3 separate regions of the Mus musculus genome follow, and regions 2 and 3 are each linked to region 1. Evidence: chromatin contacts called from public targeted proximity ligation data. All regions are on one chromosome and are shown on one strand. The core of a region is the stretch at or near the end of the contact, and the rest is flanking DNA. Distances in the headings are between cores, read along the strand shown.

Region 1 (4,445 bases), core at 166-2,665:
ACTCAGTGTGGAGCTCTCACTGGGCAGACTGACGACCACTGGGATTTTCCAGGCTCAACTCCCGTGACCTGCATGCAGCTCACTCCTGAAATACTGGGTCGGAAAGGAAACCCGAAATAGCCACCAAAGGGTGTTTAGTGTTTAGGGAAAAAAAAGAAAAGAAACTTCTGCTACTTGGGCGGTCTCTGGGGTTCTGGTTCCATGTTCATTGTGAGATCTAAGAGACCTCTTAAGGCTTAGGCAAAGGGGAAACAATCATTGTGATAAAAGTTACTATGAAATATTACAGGCATACAAGGCTTAACAATAATATAATAAATAACTACCACGCTGGGCAGGCTTGATAAGAATTTTTTTTTAAAATACCTCACTTACTTTGGGAATTCTTAACTGAAAGAACCAAAATAAGAAAATACAGACACGGTGTGGCCCTATCTGCCTGCTCCTTTCCTCCCCAGTGGCAGTTAGTAAAATGCCAGAGTTCACTTTTCTACATGTTATTTTCCTTTATGAATTAAAAAAAAATGTACAAGGCAAAGGGGTTTCACCATGACATTTTAATATTGGTGCTTAATCCAATCACATTCACTCTTGTTATCCTTTCTTAACCCTCTTCTTCCTTCCCTCCCCTCACACCCCTAAAAGTCTTCTTATGTTCATGTCTTTCCCCAACAAACTACATATGAAAGAAAACCTTTATAACTTATCTTTCTGGGTCTGGCTTGCTTTACTTAACACAATGACTTCTAGTGCCGTGCATTTTTCTAAAAGCCAGCAAACAAACGAAGAAACAAACAAACTGTAATTTCACTCTTATTTCTTCATGCATACCAGGCAGGTGCATAGTAAATTGATTTAATCTGTGTCCAGATTAACTAAGGGTGTGGCCCACACAACCCAGTTTCTCCAACAAAAAGGAGGGGACCTCAGCATTTCCCTGAATCAACCTTTACTCTGTCATGCTCAACTTTGACACATGACTTTGTAGGGAAGGATCTGAAAAATTACCATAGGCTAGACTCTACCCCAGTGACTCTCAACCCTCTTAATGCTGTGACCACTTAACACAGTTCTGATGATGTGGTGACTCCCAGCCATAAAGTTATGTTACTACTTCTTCATAACTGTGATTCTGTTACTGTTATGAGTCATAATGTAAATATCTGATACGCAGGATGTCTGATATGTGACCCCAACTGTGTTTTGACCCACAGGTTGAGAAGCGCTGCTCTGTGCAAGAATACTGAAAGAATTGTAGGTAAACAGAGGCTTTACTTTCAGTAAACAGGATGGAGTGGAGAATTTAGTAGATTTGATTTCTTATTTACATCCAAGACTCAAAGGCTAGCCCTCAGCCTAATGCCTCACAAATACCATCCAGAAAGAATAAATGGCTCAAGAAAATAGGGATTGCCACATAGTCCTGGCTCATCTAGGAGAAAGGCAGATGGGGGAAGAAGCTGAGCCTGCAGGCTGGGGAAAGTGGAGAGCAAGTACCTGTGCGATTGAGTAAAACCACCCAACCTAGCAGAGGATGGCTGTCTGACAAACGGGCCCAGATTAAGCCCTCATGGAGTGATTTGGAGAGTGGATAAGAGACAAGACTAAGGAGCGAAGCTTGTTTTGATGCTCTAGAAGCAACAGATTATCAATACTAGTTAAACATATCAGGTGCTTTAATACGTCATTCTTAGTCTCCATGCCAACCTTCTAGAGAAGCATCCTTGATCCTTCATTAGACATGCAAACAGCAGTGGCTCCAAGAATACTAGTGTGGCCTCCTCTATCTCCCTTCAAATGCCAGCTGCTTTCAGTTAGATCTGCATGCCTCCCAGTTTGTGCCAGATAGCCAGAGAGTACCTGCTAAGCTACCAGCTGAGATTTGTCAGTAGGTGGGAGGAAGCCCTTTGTCTACATTCTCCTAAGACCCATTGATTCCTTCAAAGTCTTGCTTACAGGACTGTTAGCCCCACTTCAGCCCATCAGTGCTGTGTTTGAATGGAATTTCTCATGTCTGGGGAGAGTCAGCCCTCCTTACAGAAGCCTTCCTCACTCATAAGTGAGATCCAAAAGCTGTCCTTCAGGTGGATCACCTCTGCCCCTTCAACCTGGTGACCGCAGGAGCAAAGTGAATGGTACGTGCTGTTGTCTGCTGCTCAGATTTATAACAGCTTGTCCCCAATTGGGGAAGAGACAAGAAAGGATCTTGCCTCTTCTGATGGCAAGGATGTGTCATGCCTGTGTTGCAGCAGCACGTAAGTGGATAGCCACAACTTATCATCCAGGTCCTGGTCCAGGTGGATAAACTCAAGTAATATTTTAAGTTATTAAAAAGCATTTTTCTAACCAGGTGTCTTAGTCAGGGTTTCTATTCCTGCCCAACACATCATGACCAAGAAGCAAGTTGAGGAGGAAAGGGTTTATTCAGCTTACACTTCCCACATTGCTGTTCATCACCAAGGAAGTCAGGACTGGAACTCAAGCAGGTCAGGAAGCAGGAGCTGATGCAGAGGCCATGGAGGGATGTTACTTACTGGCTTGCTTCCCTTGGCTCGCTCAGCTTGCTTTCTTATAGAACCCAGGACTACCAGCCTAGGGATGGCACCACCCACAATGCCTCCCCACCTTGATCACTAATTGAGAAAATGCCTTACAGCTGGATCTCATGAAGGCACTTCCCCAACTGAAGCTCCTTTCTCTGTGATAACTCCAGCCTGTGTCAAGTTGGCACACAAAGCTAGTCAGTACACCAGGTATGTAATCTTTTGAAAGTTCAATTTTTAAAGATTAGTCTTCATCCTCGTGCCTTTTTGAAGAACAAATGTAAAGACAAGGCCCTAAGATTTTCAGGGGTGTGAATTTTTTTCCTTTTATCTTAGCCAGCCCACCCATGTGCCTCCATTAGGAGGTAAACCACTGACTCTGGTGTTAGTATTAATACATAGTAATAACGCTCTATGCGGTCACCATCGTCAGGAACCATGGTCCACGGACCAGACACCTCTGTGTCATTAAAGACTTCATTGGAAATGCAGATTCTCAGACTGCACTGCAGGCCAATCAAGTCAAAATCTGCATCTTAACAGGTCCTCGGGTGATATGTGTGCAAATGAAATTAAAGAGGCCCTGGAGTAGAAATTAACTATAGGAAGTTCCAGAAATACACATGACACTTAAAGAATCTAATTTGGGCCTCAAGAATGAGCCTAGGTTTATAGAAAGGACTAGGAGGAAAAAAAAAAATCCTACAATGAATAAAAAGTCCACATAGAGGAAGGGGTCACACATATCCACTGGCAACCTGCCGGGATGATTGAATGGGGAGAGGGCGTTTCTTGCCATTGTGTGGGCCCACTAAACAGTCATCAATTTATTTTTGGCAACAGATTGATTCTCTCATCCTGACAAGTATTTTCTGAGTGGTGGGATCAGAGGTGTGCACCACCATGCCTGGACATTACAAGCATCTTCAATATATCCAACGGCTTCCATGGGGGGGGGGGTTCTAAAACTCCGAGGGGAGATTTAGTTTTAAAGATAAACTGCTCCTGTAAATGGGACCCACAAAAAAATGGCTTAGGAAGAAAATGGCACCCGAGATTCACTTTCTCCAAAAGCAAAGGTTGGGATATCCAGTCAGAGATTTACTTTCTTTTTGAACGGCAGACTCGTCCACCATCTGCCTTTCCAATTTCTCTGGGACATCATACACGTGTTACAAACAGCTAGAAAGCGAGCCCGTCCATCCTCAGAAACTGTCAGCATGCTAAATTCCGGAAACGACAACACCATCAGGTTACAACAGGTTACAGGGGGGAATCCTGGGACTCACTTTCCATTACCTGTTTCTCCCGTGTCTACTGTCTCTCCAATTGACTTCAAAAAAAAAAAAAAAAAAAAAAAAAAGAGTCATGTTGGCTACAGCTAGGAAGAATCTCTAGGCTCTAATCTTCTCTGTGCTCCAGTGTCACCTCTTAATCCACCTCTTCTGTTCTTGTTTTAGCTTCCGTTTGCCTTTGAAAAGCAACAACAGTAAGCTACATCACCTCTCTCCCAAGGAAGTCCTATCCACTGAACTTAGGTTCCACTGAACTCCCATCCTGCCAAATGCTTTCTCTCACTTTCTCAGACCACCATGTCACAGTTTGAAATCACCTCCTAAGGGAGACTCCGCCTTCCTCATCCTAACTAAAACAGGCACTCTGATTCCCCTTGCCACCTGTGCTCATGGCCGCATGTTTATCACCAATTTTAAAGCTATTTGTGTATTTTAGCATCTGTGGGTGCATTCGCGTCTACAGCAGGTTCCCGGGGTCATCGGGCTTGGCGTCAAGCATCTTTAGCTGCTGAGCCATCTCTCCAAGTCCCAAACCCACTTCGGTTTATCCTTTTCCGGTGTTTCTGAGTTATCCTCGCAGAGACGTGCGCTCCATAGACGTGGTGGG
Region 2 (4,264 bases), core at 356-2,855, 230 kb before region 1:
GCTCATAGGGATTGGTACTATTAGGAGGTGTGGCTTTGTTGGAGTATATTGGCCTTGATGGAGGAAGTGTGTTATTATGGAGGCAGGCTCTGAGGTCTCATATATACTCAAGATATCCCCAGTTTGGTACACAGTCTCCATCTGCTGCCTGTGGATCAAGATGTAGAACTCTCAGCTCTTCCAGCACCAGGTCTGCCTGCACACTGCCATGCTTCCAGCCATAATGATAATGGACTGAACCTCTGAAACTGTAAGCCAGACCTAATTAAATGTTTTCTTAGTTGTCTTGGTCACGGTGTCTCTTCACAGCAACGGAAACCCTAACTAAGACAAGGGGTCTCTCACCTACTTTAGCATGGAGGGCTCTCCTGCCATGGCTTTAATCTGACCAGTTTGGGAGAAGAGACTCATAGCTGCAGGAATCAGCTCATTGGCTCCTAGGTTGACAATACTCATGGGGGAAGAAGAGGGCTCAGGACTGCTGTCAGACCTTCCGAATCAGCAGCCTGAGATCTAGCTGCTGGACTCATCAGTTAGAAAGGTTTTGCCAGCTGGCTCCCAGCATGGCCAGTTGCTTCTCCTATGGTATCTGCTCTTCTCATAAAACTCCACATTTTAATAGTGGGCTAGATGTTAGAGAGAGCCACCAGGAAAACACGGACAAATACATGAGACTAGCTACCACAGTGATGCTGGTAAGGGCTTCTGGGATGGGGGAGCACAGATACATTGGGGGTGAAGTGAGCTTTCAACCTGTATGCATAAACAGAGCCCCAGCTTTGCTCCCAACTGTGCAGGGAATCATGGAAAGAATGAATAGTCATGTATATAACTTATTTCACAGCACTAAGTTGAATTGCTCTTAGTTTGGAGATAAAACCTATTTGCCCCTCTAGTTGTTGGCACTCAGTTCATATCTCCTTTCGAAGAACAGATTTCTCAGTAGGTAAGAAAAATTCAAGTACCAGGAATTCAGATTTATAACCTATGATTTGTTTGTGAGGCAGGTTGCTGATGGAGTGTCTTTGTATTCCTGTGAGCCATACGCTCTAACCTAAGATCTTATAGTAGAGCCTTTAAGTATGGACTTCTGGAGCTGGGGAGGCTGCCCAGTTGGTAAAGTGCTTGCCAAGCAAGCAGCACAAGGACCCAAGTTCAGATTTCTAGCACCAGGGAGACAAAGGCAGGCAGATTCCTGACTTTTCGAAAGACAGATGTGTACATACATATGTACATACCTTCCACCCAACAGAGAGAGAGAGAGAGAGAGACAGAGACAGAGAGAGAGACAGAGAGAGAGACAGAAACAGAAAGAAACAGAGAGAGAGAGAACATACTCTCAATCAGCAGTTAAAAATATACTTTTAAGGCATCATAACTTTTCTCTTTGCTCCCTAGTCAATTTTGAGAGTATACTTAACAAACCAGATTCAAAGAAACCAGTGGAACTTTAAAAGTCACAAAGAAAGATAGTCTAAAAAGAATTCTAGAGACAGCCATTTCCTACTGCAATACATAATTTAGGTGTGGACTTCTCTGGATGCCGTTCAATGCCTCAACGTTAAGGGCTCTAAAGACACAGAGGACGACAGCAGATACTTGAAGTATTTATAGCTTATATGAGCACAGATAAGGATAACGTGTTTAAATGAGAAAGCAGGCCACTTGGAACAGAAATATGACTCACAGAGAAACAGAAAAATCTCAGCTGTAAATTGCAATGTCAATATTTGATGTACTTTCCCGTTCCTTGTTTGATGCATTTTCTCCCCAGGCTGTCTGTATTTGGTTTTAAAACTTAGTTAAGCCAGATGAGACACTTACAATCATGTCAATTCTGATTTCAAGAAATACCATGTACTGTACTAAAGAAATAAGACAACCATGATAAGGACAGTTTGCCGATTAGCTTTCCCTGCTAAATAAGCAGGGCTGAGCTCGGTGGGCTAAGCATTCAGGGGTGTTCACTCCCAGGGCTCCTCGGGCTATATTTCTCTTCAGGGTTTTTTAGCATCCCTGAGTCTCTGATCCTCATGATTTCCCTAAGGAGAAGGTAACTGTGGTAGATCTTCCAGCTTTTTGTACACAAGAAGGCTAACAGCAGAAACGCCTGTGGGGAGAGCAGGCAGGAGACAGGCAAGAGGATGAAGAAGAAAGGGTGGCACCCAGAGGGTCCTCAGGTCTCCTCATCAGCTGAGAAGTGTCAGGAAAAGTGAAACTGCCTGAGCTTGCTAGCTGGCTTCTTGTAAGGGCGTCCTGGGATCTCAGAAATGCTTTCTCAGTTGTCTCTGGGAGAGGTTGAGCACCACCCAGCTGCAGGAGGGTGGGCTCAGTGGAGTGACCATGACTGATCAATGCCTCTGGGCCTCCCTTCCCTCACACACTGCAAACACCCAGCTCCTCCCTTCTGCTTCCGATGGAGTCCATGTTTAGTTCTTGCAACTGAACCCTGACTGATAGCTAAGTATGAGATCCCAAATACCACAGTAGAATGCCAGAGAAAACTGCTTAAAGCAACGGAGCACCAAAGAGAGGGGAAAGACTCTTGGAGTATTATAGACAGAAGGCTCACTGGTCCATTTCCCACATGCACATCTGGAGGTGAGCTAGCATCAGCAGGAGAGAAGATGTGCATAATTAGAGCACAGTGCCCAGAGTGCACAGCTGGGTGGGCGGGCATGGAGAGGTAGCTAGACTCTATCTGGCCACAGGACTGGCTTCAGGGGGAGGCCAGAGCCCGAAGAATCCCTGCGAATGCTCAGGAGTTTAATAGCTCTTACCAAGAGATAGAGCACTTAAGAACCCTTCTGATATCAACAAACCACTTACCCACCCACCATCACCACCACCACCAAGAACCACAACCATTACAAAACCCCAACCCCAAATACCATTCCCTTAGTGCTGGAAATTTCAGGAAATGATTCAAGAGGGCATTGAATGATACGCTCCTGATAATGACCATAGTAGCAAACTATAAAGAAGTACCATTGTTATGAGAACTGTTCTTAACGTTGCTGAAGCCTTGCTGTGACTTTTCTGCTACCCTCCAAGTGTCACTTACACTCATGGGGTACAGCCCCCTGCATCTGCTGCACCATACATCGAGGGGCTTGACTGAGAAGCCAGATTTAAACATTCATAGCCCGCATTCATATTAAGCTATTATATGTCACATTGAATGTCTTCAAACCTAGAAAGCTGGGCGAGTCAAATGTCCTTTATGTACTTTAAGTGACTTAAGTCATCTACAGAGGAAGGAAGCTTTCTGGTGGTTCTGCAGGTGAAGCGATCCAAACCAACCCCCGCTGTCTCACACTTGTCCGCTTCTCCAGAGCCAGTGCTGCCCCATCTGCTACCCAACAGTCTGGACTCTTCTATGCAGCCAAGAGGAAGGCAGAGCAACAAGATACAACCACCAAACGTTAGCTCGCCAAAGACCATGCTGAACTCTGGACTCACAGATGTGGCAGCTCTGAAAGCCATGGATACATTCTTTTTACCTTAGTCATTAAGGTCTCACGTACAAAACAATGCACGAAGTGTCTTTGTAGCTACATGAGTAATATGTATTTAGAGAGGTTATTTTAATGAATCTGCTCGTGGGATCTGTAGCAGAGTCACAGAGTGCTTGCTGAGCGCTGCTGAGGCCCTGAGTTCAATCCATAGCAATATTAGCAAATAAATAAATAAATAAATAAATAAATAAATAAATAAAATATATGTATATATATATATATATATATATATATATATATATATATATATATATATTCGAGAGTACTGATGAGTATGATGAATGAACGACACATACCATGAATGTAAATTTAAGGCTGGCTTGTGCTACATTGAGCCCTTGTCTCAAAAACAGGAGGCAGAGGTGGGTAAAAAGCTATGAACATGGCTCACTGGATAGAAAGCATTTGCTACTCAAGCAAATGTGAGGACCTGAGTTTGACTCCCCAGAGCACGTAAAAGGTGACACAAAGCAAGTACATCTCTACTTCCACAATCTTGGAGGCAGACAGGAGACTCTTGGCAGCTCCTGGGCCAATGAACTTCGCTTATGAGGCAGGAAAACAGAGACACTGTCACAAAAAAGGCGGAAGATGACAACTGGCGCACATGAGGTCGTCCTTTGAATTCCACATGTGCACGGCACATGCATACCAAGTTCACACTTGTGAATGGCCACATACGTATGCACAAATGCGCACACAGACACACACACCTCACTAAAAAATGATGAAAATTTTGTCTTTTT
Region 3 (4,255 bases), core at 237-2,736, 250 kb before region 1:
ACGTGCACATGTCTGAATATAAAGCACTCTTGAAAATGAGAGGAGGATGCTTAAAGACTGCCAACGGGCAAGAAAAAAATGCTATTGATTTAATTTCCTTCGAAAATGAGTAGCAGGTGCTCAGATGAACTGAGTTGAAAAACAAGGTGTGTGATCTCTCTCTGTGTGTGTCTGAGTGTGTGTGTGTGATCTCTCTGTGTGTGTGTCTGAGTGTGTGATCTCTGTGTGTGAATGTGTATGTGTGTGCGTGCACACATGGGTAGTAGACACAAGGTCTACTAACTGCCAGGAGCTTAGAAACAGAAGATATATTTTTATTTAAGGTTTTTTTCCCCCTCCCTTTCGGATCTGATCTCAAGTTTTCATTTAATTTGGCTTGAAGAACCGACCCACTGAAAGCTACTGTCAGAGCGGGAAGAAACGACCTGAAATTCCTGCCACAAAGCACTCAGCACCCTGGCAGGGATCACCCAGGGCAAGGGACTATTGTATGAAGGATGCCAGGTTTGTGACTGAACTATAGGATTTGCGAGGTGGAAGTTTAGGAAGGACTTCATAAGTTATCCCTGATGATCTTGTAGCAAGGATCCTTAGACAGAGGGCTAGTCATGGTAACAGGTTAAAAGTGTACATTATAATCAGCAGATACGACAAGTGTCTTCCTTCAGGGCTGCTAAGTGTCTTCCTCCAGGGCTGGCTTCACAGACAAGTGACCAGGGCAACTGTCCCAGCTTAGTTTAATGTCCTGCCTGCTTCTGTGTGTGTGTGTGTGTGTGTGTGTGTGTGTGTGTGTGTGTATTTTGTTATGTAACTTAGGCTAACCCTGGATATACTCTGAAGCTCAGGCTGGCCAAGAACTCACGATCTTCTTGTCTTAATGTTGAGAATTCTGAGATAATCAAAGCGTATCACGATGCTCTTGTTAACAGTTTTTGAGCAAGGCCTCTCACATTTTTATTTCTCTCCTTTCACATTATGGAGTGAGTTTTGAATGGCTGTGATATCCTGGGAAGGGCATGCTGACATGCATCATTGTGTATACCATGTATACATGCATGCATCATTGTATATGCCACGTATGCATGCATGCATCATTGTGTATACCATGTATACATGCATACATCATTGTATATGCCATGTATACATGCATGCATCATTGTATATGCTATGTAGACATGCGGGGCCTATTCAGGGCTTGCAGTAACATTTAGTGGTTGAGCTGTGCACAGCACACGGGAGGCCCTGGAATCAGTCCCCAGCATGGAAAATGAAAGTCAATTTTTCTTTCTTCAACATTTAGATTGGAAAAAAGAGTTGCAAGGCTCGAGAGACAGGCAATCTCAGAGATGTCAGTCATGACTAACATCTTAAGATACTGAAATGCTTTAGTCACAAGGTAATTCGAAATTGTCTTGAATGTGCCAGTACACATGGCAAAATGGCACTTTAAACAATGACTGGCTTTCTCTCTCTTGATGATTCATCTGCTTCTTTAAGAAGTATGTCTGGGATGTGTGGTATAATCCTACGCACTGGCAGCAGAAACAGGAACCGAGTTAGCTGCCTGCTCAAGCATCTCAGAGGATAGTGGTTGGCTACTGTTCCCCGCATCATTTGAATCCTCTGAGCCCTACATTTAGTATAGATGAACGGAATAGCTCCTTTAAGACCAGGGAGTCATGTGAGGAGAACATGTACGAAAAGCAGCAAGGCTTTCCTCTCCCCATCACAATAATGCAATGTCTCTCTTCTTTACGAGGCCGTGAGAATCGAGACCTTCAACCTTGCTCGAGCTCAGGGAGGCTTCCCCTCTTGGCCAGGGGCTTCAGCTTTTATTGTTATTATTTGTTTTAAATCTCAAAAGAGCCAATGATAAACGTTATGTTTAAATGAACTTAACTAGGTCTCTGGATTCAGACAGGAGTTGTCCTTCTGTCTACACATGAAAAGTACTATTTCTACCTTTGGTAGGGGAGGAATCTGCTTCCACCTTTTGATTCTGCAACTACAAGAATAACTTGTCCCGAAATAAATGCTTATTCTGTTTTTTCTCCCCCAAATCAGAATCTTAAATGAAAACGGACCCTCAGTAGTAGATAACATGATGGATCAGAGGAACCGGAGAAGACAAACTGTCTATTTTTGATACATGTTTCCCTGCTCACTTCATTTTCTCTATTTTGATCCCCAGAGCTCCTTAACAAGTCAGGAATAAGAGGGAAAGTGTGCATTTAGTTGGGGAGAGGGAGAGAGGGTAAGACAGATGCCTCTGGCTAAAAGTCTAGTTAAGCAGGCAGATCAGCTTCCAGAATTCTCTTTACTACGCAACTGTCTTTTTTCAACTCTATTTTTTTTCCAAGTCTTAGTCTCAGGAGTGGGTAGAACAGAGAGTCTTTGGATCACAGAGCACCAGTTACAGCGTAGGTTAGGAACAAACATGGGGATGAGGTGGGGTTAGCCCATAAAACCAGCCTTTATCTTGCAGGCTGAGAGACAAGGGAGTCTTTTCTGGGGAATCTGACCTGAGAGACTCCTAACACGAGTAACGCTGGTGAATTACCCCAGAGCAAATCTACAAATAACAAGCCCCAGCCCCAGGCTCCCAGGCCCCAGCCCTAGACTCCCTGTGTCCCATTTTTTGTTTGCTAATGTTATTGAAATATTATACACATACCAAACAATTGATTCACTTAAATCACGCAATTCAGTGTTTTCAGTATACCCAGAGCTGTGTGACAAGCACACAATCAATTTAACAATGTTTTCTTTGTCACTTGTGAGGTGACTGTGCTCATTAGCAATCACTTTGTTTTTCCCAAACCCTTTCTTAGCACTAGGTAACAGCCAATTTACACCCTGTCTCTGCAGATTTACAGTGGCACACTTTTAAGCCTCAGCAGACAACTAAGTATTATAGAAACCTAAGAAAAGCCACTATTGTAAGGGAGGTGACAATACAGGGGGGAAAAAAAGCTAATTGGAAAGAGGTAAGATTATAAGGGAGAGAAAAATGCACCCCCAAATCCACACCCAGTATCGCCTGGATCAAAGTTTGAAATAAAAGAAGGAGGCACCTAAACAAGGAAATAACTGGGACAAGAGAGGTCTTGGAAAGAGAAATGTGGTAACAGGACTGACTCAGTGACAGGCTGAGGAGAAATCAAGGTTACTACACTTAACAATAGATACACTTAACAATCCATATACTTAGCCATAGATACACTTAACAATAGATATACTTAGCCATAGATACACTTAACAATAGATATACTTAGCCATAGATACACTTAACAATAGATATACTTAGCCATAGATACACTTAACAATAGATATACTTAGCCATAGATACACTTAACAATAGATATACTTAGCCATAGATACACTTAACAAAGATAAGATGGCAGGTGGGATCAATCAACATGGAAACATGGACAGTCAGTGCTTGGTGTTTTTTTTTCCCCATCAAGATCATAATGAGAGAGAGAGAGAGAGAGAGAGAGAGAGAGAGAGAGAGAGAGAGAGAGAGAAACAGAGGCAAGGAAATCAACAAGATTGCTAATTACAAAAGCCAAGTCAGACAGACAAACAAACAAACAAAAACGTCTCACCCTGGAGGACCTGAGTGTAGACTGGAAAGTGACAGTGTCCTTTACCATGGGTGACAATCAGCCCACCAACCTCATGCACTTTATCAGAAAACAGAGACGATCTCTAAGCTTTAGGAGGGAGAGCAAGTAGACCACATACATGAGATTAGGAAACAGGAACTTTGAACCCCTCATCAGCCCAGGTAGCCTGAACACAGTACAATAATGCCCTCAAAGGCCTTAAGGAAGACTGACCCCAATAAGACTCAAGGCCTTGCCAATCCAGTAGCATAAAGACCTTTTAGATATATAGAGTCTCAAGACTTCCTATAAGCTCTATCTCAAAAAATGACTGGAGGATGGTTTCCATAAAAGTCAAGGAATAAGTTAGTAAGAGGAAAAATACAAAGACCATAAGCAATGGAGTCGAGTTCAGAGAAGATACTGAACCCAGAGTAGAGGTGAATGTCAGAATTGACAGGTACCACGCACAGGGAGCAGACTGGAATAGGCCGGAAGTGTCTAGGAAAAGCATCCAGGTATATGGATCTGATACAGTCTATCTGAGTCAAACAGACATGGAAGGAAGCTTGAGATTTAACCAGTAGTAATTATTATAAGATATCTAAGAACAGAACAGAACTCATTCAGGGGGGCAGGGATGGGGA

What was found.
Region 2: a contact with region 1 is called in a targeted proximity ligation map of pancreatic cancer cells. A contact is called at or near these places in 5 of 39 promoter capture datasets (the 3T3-L1 cell line, frontonasal cranial neural crest, hematopoietic stem and progenitor cells and 2 more) and 2 of 130 datasets of targeted methods (cardiomyocytes and pancreatic cancer cells).
Region 3: a targeted proximity ligation map of pancreatic cancer cells shows a contact between it and region 1. A contact is called at or near these places in 5 of 39 promoter capture datasets (the 3T3-L1 cell line, the HPC-7 cell line, frontonasal cranial neural crest and 2 more), 1 of 484 Hi-C or Micro-C datasets (bone marrow-derived macrophages), 5 of 130 datasets of targeted methods (embryonic basal ganglia, embryonic stem cells, intestinal villus epithelium and 2 more) and 1 of 9 other capture datasets (pancreatic islet).

What each region holds. Positions count from the first base shown.
Region 1 is chr19:24,572,021-24,576,465 of GRCm38.p6, forward strand. No RefSeq gene overlaps it. Among named protein-coding and RNA genes, the nearest start is that of Gm50341, 18 kb to the left of the region's middle.
Region 2 is chr19:24,341,371-24,345,634 of GRCm38.p6, forward strand. The region is part of intron 13 of Pip5k1b (phosphatidylinositol-4-phosphate 5-kinase, type 1 beta); the gene reads right to left. Among named protein-coding and RNA genes, the nearest start is that of Fxn, 63 kb to the left of the region's middle.
Region 3 is chr19:24,324,410-24,328,664 of GRCm38.p6, forward strand. The region is part of intron 13 of Pip5k1b (phosphatidylinositol-4-phosphate 5-kinase, type 1 beta); the gene reads right to left. Among named protein-coding and RNA genes, the nearest start is that of Fxn, 46 kb to the left of the region's middle.